2 separate regions of the Zea mays genome follow, and region 2 is linked to region 1. Evidence: chromatin contacts called from public Hi-C data. All regions are on one chromosome and are shown on one strand. The core of a region is the stretch at or near the end of the contact, and the rest is flanking DNA. Distances in the headings are between cores, read along the strand shown.

Region 1 (6,772 bases), core at 2,116-4,615:
CACAAGCTGCGTCCTGTGCTTATAAATAGATGAACATTAGCACCGTACTATTCACGCTGACTTGTATTCACTCGCACGTCACTCTTGGGCTTATACCTTCTGTCAAGCCAAAGGTACAAATGTAATTTACTATTATTAATGTTTGTCCATGATGAAATAATAAGAATATAAATAATCTGACAATTCAATATGATTCTTCGTGTTATTTTCCATGTTTCATATGCTTCTACTTTCATTATTACATACTAAGATGATGAAGGTATGTCCTTCATAACCTTCGTCTGAAGATCATTATATCCTAAGGGAGATAATGCTTCGGAGGACGAAGGTCTTTAATCATTAACATTTTGTGTTGCCTTGTTCTTAACTCATAGCATTTGAGAACAAGTCCTCAACAGTCGGGTCTATTTCAACCCTTTCCCTCTCTCAATCGGTCACTTAGACCAGTTGAGTGCTTCTTCTCAATCTCACGGGTCACTAAGACCCCGCAAGGATCACCACACAATTAGGTGTCTCTTGCAAACTTTACAAAACACTTAAAGAGTTTAGAGAGATGAAGAAAGCAACCAAGCAACAAGAGCAACAATTGAAACACAAAACACCCTTTTCAAGTCACTAAACACTTTTAATCGCTTGACTTGATTTTGGCACTTGGAGAGGATTGAAGGCTTTGAATGTCTCTTTGAGGGCCCCAGGCGAACGGATAATGGTGGTCCCTCTAGACTATATCAAAAATTATATGATATGCAGCGGAGCAAATTAGTACTACGTATGTAAATGATGATGTGCATTGAAATTGGTTTTTTAAAATATCTAAGACGCTAGATAATATACATCGGTGCAGATTAGCACTTTGCAAGGTGAGAAATAAGAACGACGGCCACAAAATAACATGAATCTTGATTGTTTGACTGTGCGTGCCTGGGGGATGGAGCAGTGGCGCCCAGCGCCCTGGAATCCTGGAGGATTGGATTGGCTAGATGGCGAACGATGATCACGTGGAGGGTATGGTCGCACAGACGCGCGATAACGTGAGTGTGATGACTGGGCAGTGGGCAACATGTGTCGCGTGGTCCGTGTGCGTCGGGCGTCCGTGTGCCTAGCCCTACCGGCTTGTTAGCTACATATACTATTTTACTACTAGTATATAGCCCGTGCTAATGCTACGTTCCTAAGAAGGGGAAGATTGGGGTGAACGGCGACGGTGGTGACGCGAGGGTAGGGGTTGACGGCGGTGTGGACGTGAGGAGGGGAGGGCTAAAGGATGATCCAAATAATATTGTCCATTAGATTTGAGTGCGCAAGAGAGATGATGTTATTCAACGATCTGAACCGTTGATTTTGATGTTGTGTAAGTATGAGTGCAATTTGTTTGGTGGATTTAGTAAAGATTATGGGTGTGTGGATTATTTGGTTGGATGAGTTTTGTAAAGTGTAAAATAGTGTATTATATTATGATATAGATACTAAATATTTGGCCCCTATTACTTTTGGGCCCTCGGTCGTCGCCTCTGTTGCATGGGATCAGGGCCGGCCCTAACTGTCCTCTACGGCCTCTAGAACATCCTCGTCTAACTATTTCCGCTGACATATCCAGGACAACAATATTATGCTTGAGACAAAAATCCTTGGCCTCTTCAAAAATATCATTCTTCCAATTGTCATACCCTATCGCACCACTGTAGCTTTCAACACCAAAGTTTTCCCTTCTTGGTTGCTTGAAAAGGAAACAATAAAAGCAAAAATCCGCATCTTTAGCAACATTGTATTCCAACAATTCATGCTTTTTGAACCATCATTCCTGAAAAATTCTTTGTCTATCTCCTATTTGCTTCTTGGGAAATATGTGACATTTTGGTTGACAAGGGCATAACAATAAATACTCTCTTCTAACAATATCTCGAATGTTCACATCTAACTCTTCAATTGGTTTTCGAAGTCTATGATCACCAACAATATTATTTTGATTGAACATAACATTGGGATTACCTTGCACATTTTGACTAGCATCAGTCCCAATCTCAGTATCTATTGATTCCGTATTATTTTGTGTAGTCCCAACATCTAGTGATTCTTGATTGTTTTCATTTTCATCCAAATTAGTCCCAATTTGTACGTCTTGAATGATTTCATTTGATTCTTGATTTGACGTGACTTGATAAAATGATGTTATTGTTCGAACTCTCTTCATATTGTACACTGTAATTGTAACACTAATCACTATGGATTATGAAACTTTCTAGACACAACATAATTTTCTCGGTGTCAAACAACAAGCACAAACCATGGAATTGGAAACGCGAGGCTCACCATAGGTTGTCGGGTTGCGCCTGCTGCGCCTGCGCTGCTTGCTGGCTGCTGCACGGTGTATGTGCGGCTGCGACTGCTCCTGCTCCTGCTCGCCACTTCGCCAGCTTGCCGCAGACCCGTAGTGCCTCGCCCGCGTGCGGCCCTTGGGCCGGCGGGAGTGCAGGCCGGCTGCCCCTGCTCGGCTCCTAGTCCGCGTGACCGTGCCCCGGCGCCCGGCGCCTCCGCAGAGGAGCAGGCGAGCAGCCGCCAGCCCGCCACATTTGCTAGTTGGGTTGTTCGGTTACTATTCATATTTTTGGGTTGTTATTACACAATTAGTCCGTCCAAGAGTAGGGCCTGGGCCCTAGTGACCATAGGCCTGAATCCGCCCCTGCTTGACGGGTTGCTATCACAAGCAGTGGTGCAAAGAGCCTGGTAGCGGCCGCATGAAAGTTGTCTCTATGCGTCTGTGGACCGACGCTTTTAACTCACATCTAAAGTTGTTTGTTTGGGATCAGATAATCCATATACATAGGACGTGGATACCTTGCCTTGCGAGTTAGGGCCAGACATTTAGGCCATGTTTGAATGTAGTTAGCTGCTAACATTAGCTAAAAATATCTAAACATTATAATTAATAGTTTAAATATTAACTACTTTTAGTAAATTAGTTAGTTGGCTAGCTTATTCAACTAGCAGTTTTTTAACCAACTAACTCGTTCTACTATATTTAAACACCCTTTAATATATATTCTTTCTGTTATTTTCTATGTGTCGAGTTTTAGTTTAAAAATTACCTACCGGATGATAAAAAACATTTGAGAACCGAGGTGGTAGAAGATAATGACAAAAATCGCACGAACAAAGAAAATTTAGCCAAATAAGGTTAGCACATGGTTGATTGGAGGGTGCTCAAGAGGAGAGGACACGAGTGACGGCAGCATAGGCTGATCCGCAACAGATCCGCATATCCTTCCTCCCTTCCGTATCCGCCGATCAACCGGCCACAAAAACTCTCTCACTTACATTTGCGGGCCCATTGAACGTGCGGCCCACTTTCATTGAGAGACGAACACGCGAGTAGAGAATTTCTCCTGCCTGCTCACGACCGCCCTCTCGCCGGTCGCCGGTCGCCGCTCGCAACGCAAGTCGGAAGAGGAATCTCTCCAAGCTCCAATCCTCCGATCCTGCCCCAACCCAAGTCCCCTCCACCAGGCCGCACACCTCCGCCGCCCGGCGCGACCTTGCATCCACCAGCCTGCCCTCTCCTTCGCGTGAGGCGGCCCCGGCGACCGCGTCGGCAGTGCAAGACCAGACCGAGGCTTCTCCCGTTGGAAGGTTCCAGCCATGGCGAGCGCCGATCTGCTGCGGAAGGAGGAGGAGTTCTACTCCTCCCTCTTTGATTCCGCAAAAGGTAACCCGCCCATCCCCTTTACCCGAAAGGAAAAAAAAACTCCTCTTTCGATGCTCACATGTCGAGCTCAACCCCCAAATCCGCCCCTTATTTTAGTGCTGCGTGAACGCAGGCGACGGCGTCAAGTCGCGCTCGCAGGTGATTGAGAGGAAGATTGAATCCCTCGAGGACATGGCCACCAAGGTCGTTCCTGCTGCCTTCTACGCCTTGCTGCCCTTTTTTCGTTTTTTTTTTCCTTTTCGTCATGCCTGAATGCTCTCATGCAAGTAGTAGTTCTGGTGTAATATCAGACTTGTTGTGATGTGTGTTAGGGGTCTGCAGGTCAATGCTTTACACATTGCAATGTTATATCACTCAGGTCAGCAACCGGAGATCAAGAAGATGGTTGAACGACCGCTTGCTGATTGAGCTTGTCCCACGCCTTCATGTTGAAGAAATCAAAGGCCTCTTTGCTCCTCCACCATGGGGTATGCTCCGAATACTGCTCCAGTATTTTTTTAAAAAAGCATGCTTTTTCTATGCTTCGCAGTTCAAATGTTCTTTAACTATTTGTACTAACTGCTTGCGATTGCCCCTTGTATGCTAGAAAAGCTATAGACTATGTTCACAAAATCATAAAGAGACAACATTCTTTCTCTTGAAGTTAAAACATGTCCATGTTAAATGCTCACAAGTACTGCAGTACTGGAAATTCGTGTCCTCGTGCATATCTTGTTGTTCTTCTATTTATATCATTTAAAGAGAATTCTTATATGCATATGACATGTCATCTTTTCCTTCTTCTTTTTTGAGGAAAAGCTCATATGTATATTACAATGATTATGTAGGTGAGGAGCTGCCCTTGTCAGCATTCTGCAGGACAAGTGTTAGTGACTGGGAGGCCTTCAGGAGCATCGACATGGATGCTGAGGTGTGTAGAGCCAGTCCTGCTAGCCGCATTCTGTTCATCATTGTTCACTATATAATTTAGTGAAATGCACAATGAGAAGCGATATCTGTATATCACAGAACAGTCACATGCACTTGTTATGGACCAGCCATACTAAAGCAACTTATTCTTATTTGCAGGCAAGATTGATGCAACACATGAAACGATCATCCGAAAAACAAAGGACTCATGTCGACGAAGATGAATTGATTGCTCTGAATGCTTGGCGTCGTATAGGTCGCCAAACAAGAGAAGCTATTAAGAAAAAATTTCTACCTGATCTACTTCAAATATATGAAGTATTGCCTTCTTTGCTTTAGTTTAACCCCCTCTTTTTCCATAAAAACCAGGCTCATTCTCTTCATCTCCTCCACAATTGATTGAAGTGATAATATTTGATGAAAGCTAATCTGTTTTTCTTGCAAACAAGACATGAGAGTTCTTGGTTATGTATTTATATATATCTGAATCTGCTATCTTTCTCGCACATGCTAATTCATCATGCATACCACATCTAATTTGTTATTTGTAGTTTCAAGCCTCAATATTATGCGAAGTCTATGAGACAGGATAAATTTTATTGAATAGCTTTCTAAATTTACAGTATCGACAATATCAATTTAGTGCTATGCTTATAAAAGCAAAGATGTCGTTGTTATGACTTATATCTGTATGATGCCTAGGTTTTGTTTGGAAAATAATGTTCAGAAAAGGTGCATTGTGGGTCTCTTTGTCTGCTGCCCTTGTTTCCACCTTGTGTAAATATTTTTCCTGTCTTCAAAAGTTGGCATCAGTTTTGCAGTTTTCTTATGCCACTGCTAACAACTTCTCTTCCAGTCTATTTGACTTGGCGTGTCAGTTGTTTATACTATCAGCTTTTGCGTTTCATGTTTGCAGGAACAGGTTAGGGCCTTCATTGAAGGTACTGGTGACAGCGACGTGCTTGTGCTGAATGTCCAGGACCCGTTCCAGAGGCTGCTTCTGCACGGTGTTTGTGAGGTGACTATGTTCCCATGTCCGATAAAACCCAACAGTTTTATGCTAAAGAATTTAGTTGCTCTTAAAAATAGTAGTGGTCTTGATCAGGGTTTGTCTGTTTGCAGTTCTATAACGTAACCTCAATGACCACAAGCAGTGTAAGGGACGGGAAGCCATGGAAGAGCACCACCATCAAGAAGAGGCATGTCACCGGTCTTCCTCCGAGAATCACATTAGTTAGCTTCCTGAGGATGAGGAAGAATTAGTCGTCCCAGTAACATGTGGATGTGAGGGTCCTACACTAATTCGCCTGGATGTGTACTAAAAAGACAAATTTGTTGCTTTAGGTCGCATCTAGCATGTAATCAAATGTAAAATATCCATGTCAAATGTAAAATACATTGCAAGACCTTGTTCCAGATGAAGAAACTCAAAAGTGTAAGCCCCTACTTCTATCACTGAGTCTATGAAAGAGGCTTAAGCCAAAATATCTGTTGCGTAGCATTTTATGCCATATTCCACCTATCTATCATGTGGTCAGGAAGCGGTAGAAAATTAAGGCCTTGCAAAATTGCAATCCTATCCACTTGCTGGAATCTGAATCTAAAAAAAAAGGTTTCTGAATGCTTGTCCTCATTTTTTTTCTTTTATTGCCTGACAACTCCTATTCTCCATGTCTGCCATTGTGGCTAAAGCCCACAAGCAGCAAAGCATTGGCACCAGCATAGTATAGCATCCAAGCTAGAGTATAAGGTACGTACCTTCATCAATGGAAATATAAAGTAGGATATTCAACTTTGACAGCTCCAAGGTGCTTCATTCTGATAACAGATGTAATCAGCGTCATTGTTAAACCGATGTAAATGTAGTTCAGCTACAAGGAGCAGAATTATATTATATATGGACAGACAATTGCAAAAGTGCAGCACAGCACTTTGGGTGCTTATAAAAAAACATATAAAAGTTCCACATAGACCACCACTTGCGGGTTCTATTCTTTATGGAGCAAGCACCAGCAGCAGCTTTCCTCTTCGTTTCCACAAGCTAGCAGTAAGCAGCAGCGGCCAATGCATCGGCCCAGCTTCGAAGCCCATCCGGTGGCCCATTCGGCACCTGGGCGAACGACAGCAGGAAGCCGGTGAGCGCGCACCCGGTCCGGCTGT
Region 2 (6,615 bases), core at 2,553-5,052, 170 kb before region 1:
ATTTCATAATTCATTTGTAATCTTAGCCATACATAAATTTTGTTATTTTAATTTAGCTGTTTCACTACTTCATTGCAACCATCAGTATCATGCAGACTTCGATATATGCCACGATTTGTATGGTCTCATCATTGAAGAGCACATGTCACACCTGCCGGTAGAAGTTCCCTCGTACATTGTCAGTCATCAGGTACGCACCACCATACACGCTTGCTTAAACAAAAAGCAAGTATATGTGTTTGCGAAGAGAATTAAAGGCAGACCGGCACAAAAGCTACCCGACGATGGTGAGTGGTCATTGTTGTCGGTCCTCCTCTGCGTCACCTCTGGTGCCAAGATGATGCCATAGTCCTTGATATAGTAGTCGTCGAACGCGCACGACATGGCGAGTACCGACGACTCTTGGCTGGGCTGCCAAACGAAGTGCACCCCGGGCTCATCAGCGAGGTAGTACACCTAGCCGTTGCACCACCGGATGTGCTACTCCTCTACATAAATCTTGTTCGAGGACACTCACACAACGTCAGCAACGACCGTCGTCCCAGCGCACAAGAATTCATGACCGGTCAGTAGTGACTTACGTGAGAGGTTGAGCTTCAGGTGGATGATGAGCTAGACGGTGTGACGGCACCGTTGTCGGATGCGGTGCCCAGAATAACCCGAGAGTCGCCGGCGTTGGCGACGACCATGAGATCCCCCTATTTGAAGATGGACAGCGCGGTGCAGCCGCTCTGGACCGCGTCCAAGCGGCGGCTGTGCCGGAGCTTGCCGAACACAGCGACACATGTGGTCACGTAGTACTGCTTTCAGAGGTCGAACTGGCAGTCGCCAAGCTTCTTTTCGTCGTCGATGAGCGACACCAACGCGAGCGCCTCCTGCTAGTGGTGTTTGTTCGGGGTTTCCAAGTAAGAAACATGGATTCATCTTTGGCGTTGGTTTATGAAAATGACTCACAAGTTAGAGCCACGTAAAAATATTACGGAGAATAAATGTCACACATATAAAAAAGAATTTAAGTTGAAACATTATTCAAACAAAAGAAATTACATGCAAGACTCTTTTTTAAATACTACTCCCTCCATCCAAAAATATAATTCAGGAATCTTGTTGATAATTATCTACTACTACACATTGTGCAAAGGTAGCAGGTGGGCTTTGGGAGAGATGTAATATATATTTTTACTGTAACAAATATTGACATAAACACACATGTGGTGTAGTGGTAGCTACAAGCACATTTGCTTGAGAGGTCGCAGGTTCGAATCCCATTGGAGCCACATTTGTGTTTTTTTAATTTAATTTTAGCTAGGCGTGGGATGCACGTGGGAATGAGAATGGGATTTGTGGGGAGGGGGAATGAGAAAGACAATGCGGGGAGGGGGTAATGGGAATGACAGAACAACACGGAATGACAGCCGGGAATGAGAATGAGATGGGAATGACAGAACACGGAATGACAGCCAGCGCACGGGCGACGGGCTCTAAGGTGAGGTTGGCGGTGATGCTAGTTCGACACCATCTTGGTGGTGGGGTTGAGGACTGGCTGGTGCATGCTGGTGGCTTCGGGCTGTGTCGGGCTTCTTTTGGTGGAGACGATGCGGAGGCAAGGAGGAGCGGGCTACTGGTTTGGGCAAGAATATGTGGCAGGCATGGTGCTGAGTTGGTCGTAAGCCTTCACTGATGTCTATGTCAGTGGCATTGGTGGTGGTGCCCTTGTGGCGTCGCTCTAACTGCTGGGGTAGCGTTGTGAGGCATCATTTCTCCTACTGCATGGGGCTCTCGAGGGTGTGGACCATGTCCATCCTTGGACGTGGGACGACATGAGCTTCATTGATGGCGAGGGTGACAGCTCGTCCTGCGGTTGGCGACGGTGGCGACAGCTCATCCCATTGCCAGCGATGGTAGCGCCTCTTCGCGTAGCGCGTGTGTCCTCTCCTCTCGCCTTGTGTGGCGCGGTGGCTCAGTCTCGTGGTTGCGGGTTGATATGGCATCTTGGTGGCCAGACCCTGCGTCCTGTGACCAGCCCTCCCACCCAATTCTGTTCGAGTGTTCCTTGTTCGTTTGGCCGTGGTGTGACATCACGACCTTTCAGCTGGCGGGCATATCTGATGGCTTGAAGCTTGGGTTAGGAGTCCCGTGTTCGGTGGATATCAATGGCTGCTTCATGTTATATGTGCCTCTAGAGCTTTGGTGGCTGCTGGAGCCGGCCCTGTTGCGGCACCACCTTTGGTACGACGATTGCTATGCAGCGGCATGTGCGTCTATATCTCGCTTCTTGTCTTCATATCTTGCGAATTCTGTGCATATATACCTAAGACTTGCGTCATCTTGGAGTTGATTCTCGGAAGCGTTTGCTCGAGGGACACATCCTATTTTTAGATGCAACCTATGGACCGTGTTCGTGTGCCTATTGGCTAGTTCGCGACTCTATCTTCGTAGGACTATCTATCTAAAATTGGATGTTGTTTCAGAGCTTATGACCGTTTGATATTAGCCAAGATTTGGTGGTATGTGAGCATGAGCATGGAAAGAAGGTGGAGGCAAGACCGGTGTTCTTTGATTTGACCAGTGTTCTTTGATTTGGTGGGACTTATGAACTTGTGTTGTGAGTGATAGCTCGCTTTGGGACGGGTTTGTTTCTCTTTTTATTTCTTTTCTTTTTTGTTTCTTCTTTTCTCTCTTTTGTTTGGCTGTGTACACCTTAATATGTAAAAGCTGAAAGCAATCTTAGTTCTATTGTATCATCTTGATGTAATTGTCTAAGATTAATAAAGCTTCCTTTATCGAAAAAGATATAATCCAAATACCTAGATTAGTATGATAATCCATAAGTATGTCATTAGGTGTTTATATAATCTACAAGCTAGATTATATAATCCTGTAAGGAAACAAAACATAGCCTTAACGAGTGCGCCGCTGTTGGCACATCTGTAGAACAGAAATTGGGACACATACGAAATCCCTACTCTTATCCCATGACACCCACTGTTTACACCATTGGTTACTCAGGTCTTGTTCTATTCTAGAGTTGATCGTGTGGTGCGAAACAGGAAATCAAGGAATAATACCTAGAAACTGCGTAATGGGAACAGCAGCAAATGCACACGTACGGTACGGGACAGACAACGTTTGTTGGCAAACACTTTCCATCAGGAGGAAGTCCACTATCTCCATTTGACCGGCCGGCCGGCCGGCCGGCCAGAGACCACTTCCGTAGATGAGCATCCGGCCATTGCAATGGCCAGCACGGGTGTCACGTCCAACCATGAACTCCATTCATGGCTCCCTGGAACAGGCCGGCAAGCGGGGAGCATGCAGCAGAGGCGGACAGGCAGGTTCTTGGTGTTTTGCTGCTCCCCTGCGACCTTATCCATGTCCAGTCGCTAGGTCCCTGCAGCTGCAGGCGCACTGCCTGAAATCTCATCTGACCTGCAGGACTCAGAACGACCGAGACAAATAAAGCGGAAATATTATTTGTGAGTGGCCACATACATGTGCTTGCTTATATATACACAACCTAATGCCAGCGGCACAGGGGAAGATCTGATCAGATGCGGCTTGACCGGAGTTGGGGAAGAGGGAGGTTCTTCTAGCTAGGGAATTGTTCTTTGTTTTGAGTGTTTTGGCTCCCAAAATGTGCGACACACGACGAACTCGGGCTGCTTTCATTCGTGCCCCGTTTTAAACACGCGTCAACTGTATATAACGCTGGGGCCGCGCCGACGTTTGCACAGGAGTGCCGAGTACGTACAGACTCGCCCTCACCCTGCATTTAGAGGCAGCAGGCACCGAACGTCACTTGACATGCTCTCTCTCTCTCTCTCTGTCCCCATTCATTAGAAACGTACACCACGCAGTCCACTAGTCCACCGGCATGTCGTCGCAGCCGCCGCACGTCCTCCTGGTGTCGTTCCCGCTCCAGGGCCACGTGAACCCGCTGCTCCGCCTGGGCGCCCGCCTCGCCGCCAAGGGCCTCCTCGTCACCTTCACGACGTTCCGCCACGCCGGCATCCGAGCCTTGCGCGAGGACGGCGCGTGCGTCGCCGCCGCCGGGCGCGGCCGCCTTCGGTTCGACTACCTCCGCGACGACGGCTGCGGGCCACGCTCTCCGGTCCCGGGCGACCCGAGCGACATGCTGCGCCACGTCGCGGACGCGGGCCCCTCGGCGCTGGCCGGCCTCCTCCGGCGCCAGGCCGACGCCGGGCGCCCCGTGGCGTGCGTCGTCAACAACCCCTTCGTGCCGTGGGCGCTCGACGTGGCCGGGGCCGCGGGCATCCCGTGCGCCACGCTGTGGATCCAGTCCTGCGCCGTGCTCTCGCTCTACTACCACTTCTACCGCTGCCCCGAGGGCTTCCCGACCGAGGCCGACACCGCCGCGCCGGTCGCGGTAGTGCCGGGCCTGCCGACGCTGGCCGCGGACGAGCTGCCGCTCATGGTCCGCCCCGAGCACGCGGGGAACCTGTGGGGCCAGACGCTACGGGCGCAGCTCGCGGGGTTCAGGAAAAATAACACGGTGGCCTGGGTGCTGGTCAACACCTTCGAGGGGCTCGAGCGCCCCGTCGTCGAGGCGCTCCGCTCCCACGCGCCGGTGACGCCCGTTGGCCCGCTCCTGGACCACGACCACGACCACGACGGCGGCGGCGACGACGGCTGCATGGCGTGGCTCGACGCGCAGCCTCCCGGGTCCGTGGTGTACGTGGCGTTCGGCAGCCTCGTGACCGTCGGCTGCGGCGAGATGCTGGCGCTGGCGGAGGGCCTGGCCGCCACCGGCAGGCCTTTCCTGTGGGTGGTGCGCGACGACAGCCGCCGGCTCCTCCCCGACGGCGCGCTCGCGGCGTGCGGCGGCAGGGGCAGGGTGGTGGCGTGGTGCCCGCAGGGGCGCGTGCTCCGGCACGGCGCCGTCGGCTGCTTCGTCACGCACTGCGGCTGGAACTCCGTCGCCGAGGCTCTCGCCGCCGGCGTGCCCATGGTCGGGTACCCGTGGTGGTCCGACCAGTTCACCAACGCCAAGCTGCTGGCGGAGGAGTACGGGGTCGGCGTCCGGCTGCCCGCGCCGGCGACGCGGGACGCCGTCCGCGCGTGCGTCCACGAGGTGATGGGCGGGCCACGGGCGGCGGTGTTCCGGATGGCGGCTAAGGCGTGGAAAGACGAGGCGGCAGCAGCTGTTGCCGATGGCGGGTCCTCCGACCGGAACCTCCATGCCTTTGTCCAAGAGATACGACGGTTTCATGAAACAAGAGCTGGAGGTAGCATGATCAACTCCAACATTTGAATTCGATCGATATTCGTTGAGATGTTCGAAAGCTTTATTTACTGGTCAATGTTAAACAGACTTGTGAAAAGGATTGTTCAATAAGAATCTTTCCGAACTAAGAATAAGAATGATCTTATATATAGAGATTAAAATTAATTTCTCCTATACTTCTGTTTTTTTCCTTTAGACAATTGCTTGACTAGTGAGTTGTCTTTGTAATTATACTTATAAGCTGTTGTTTAAAAATTATTTAAAAAATTAGACACCTGAAATATAGAGATGACAATAGATATCTGCGATCCGATAATCAATGAGTATTTACTTCATTAAAGTATGTATGTATGCTAAATATTTTTATTCATGGGTCTTTTATTGGGTAAAAACATTCATCAAATTAGTAAATGGGTATTAAAACATTCCGCCCTTATTCATACCCGTTAACCTGTGGATATAAAATACTCTGTACAAACTTGGCCTAAAAACATGAACTTGGACTACATCCATCCGTCTTCTTTTAACTATTTAACAACCTTTTGGATGATGATGGCATGGAAGGCTTAACGACTATTTGATGACCATGTAATGGAATATGTATTGACTGTATTATATGGTACTATTCTAGTGTATCCGTCCACGCCTAGGTCGATGGTTTTCTGTTCTTCATCCAATTTTCAGTTCTTCTGTCGGGTATTTATATCCGCAGGGAACGAAGATTGTTGAATTAATGTGGGCCTGATCCAAATTAATATTCAATAATAGTCAATGCTAAAGGTCTACATTAATGCTATGATGTATTAGTATTTTAGTACCATATTGGAAGTTCAAGGGACAATTCAATCAACTTAAATAGGTGGACTGTTGGTGCATCTATTGAGAAGCTGAGAAAAGGATGAAGGACTGTCGCGCGCGCGCCGCTGTCTGGGTCGGGCTGAGGCCGTGGCTGGTCGTTTCCTGTGTTATGACTAGTAACATACGTGCTATAATTGGCTAGATGTAATGGTAGCTCTGATGACGATCGTTACTGTCCGTCGGCCTCCCTCTGCGCGTGTATATATACGGAGGAGGTGAGGCTGCTTCTAGTTACAGCACGGCCGTAGAGCGACACTTGCTCTCGTGTGAATGGAGCCACTGATGCCTTGAGTATCAGTCCCTCCACAGGGTACACTCTGATCTTTGTATTTGTGCATATTTTACTATTGTTTAATGCTTATGTGAGTAGTGATACACACACGCACATACATATTGTCACATACATCACTGTGATTTTCTGGATTAAATTAAAACAGAAAATGCCTATTTATCTAACATAGATGAGGAAGAAATGACCCTATAAGAATTCGTGGCTGAAAGTCGCCTAGAGG

The links. Hi-C and Micro-C count contacts between places; a contact is called where the count stands out from the background.
Region 2: a Hi-C map of leaf shows a contact between it and region 1, with 7 times the contacts expected there. The contact joins the promoter of LOC100286169 here to the promoter of LOC100272960 in region 1. A contact is called at or near these places in 10 of 25 Hi-C or Micro-C datasets (bundle sheath, ear, endosperm and 4 more).

The regions. Positions count from the first base shown.
Region 1 is chr8:67,039,464-67,046,235 of Zm-B73-REFERENCE-NAM-5.0, reverse strand. It overlaps LOC100272960, which reads left to right and starts at 3,365. Exons shown (of 7, transcript NM_001147412.1): 1 at 3,365-3,703; 2 at 3,816-3,886; 3 at 4,062-4,170; 4 at 4,531-4,613; 5 at 4,772-4,930; 6 at 5,529-5,630; 7 at 5,735-6,093. The coding sequence starts at 3,637. The coding sequence ends at 5,875.
Region 2 is chr8:67,211,112-67,217,726 of Zm-B73-REFERENCE-NAM-5.0, reverse strand. It overlaps LOC100286169 (indole-3-acetate beta-glucosyltransferase), which reads left to right and starts at 3,802. Exons shown (of 1, transcript NM_001159057.2): 1 at 3,802-5,392. The coding sequence starts at 3,875. The coding sequence ends at 5,272.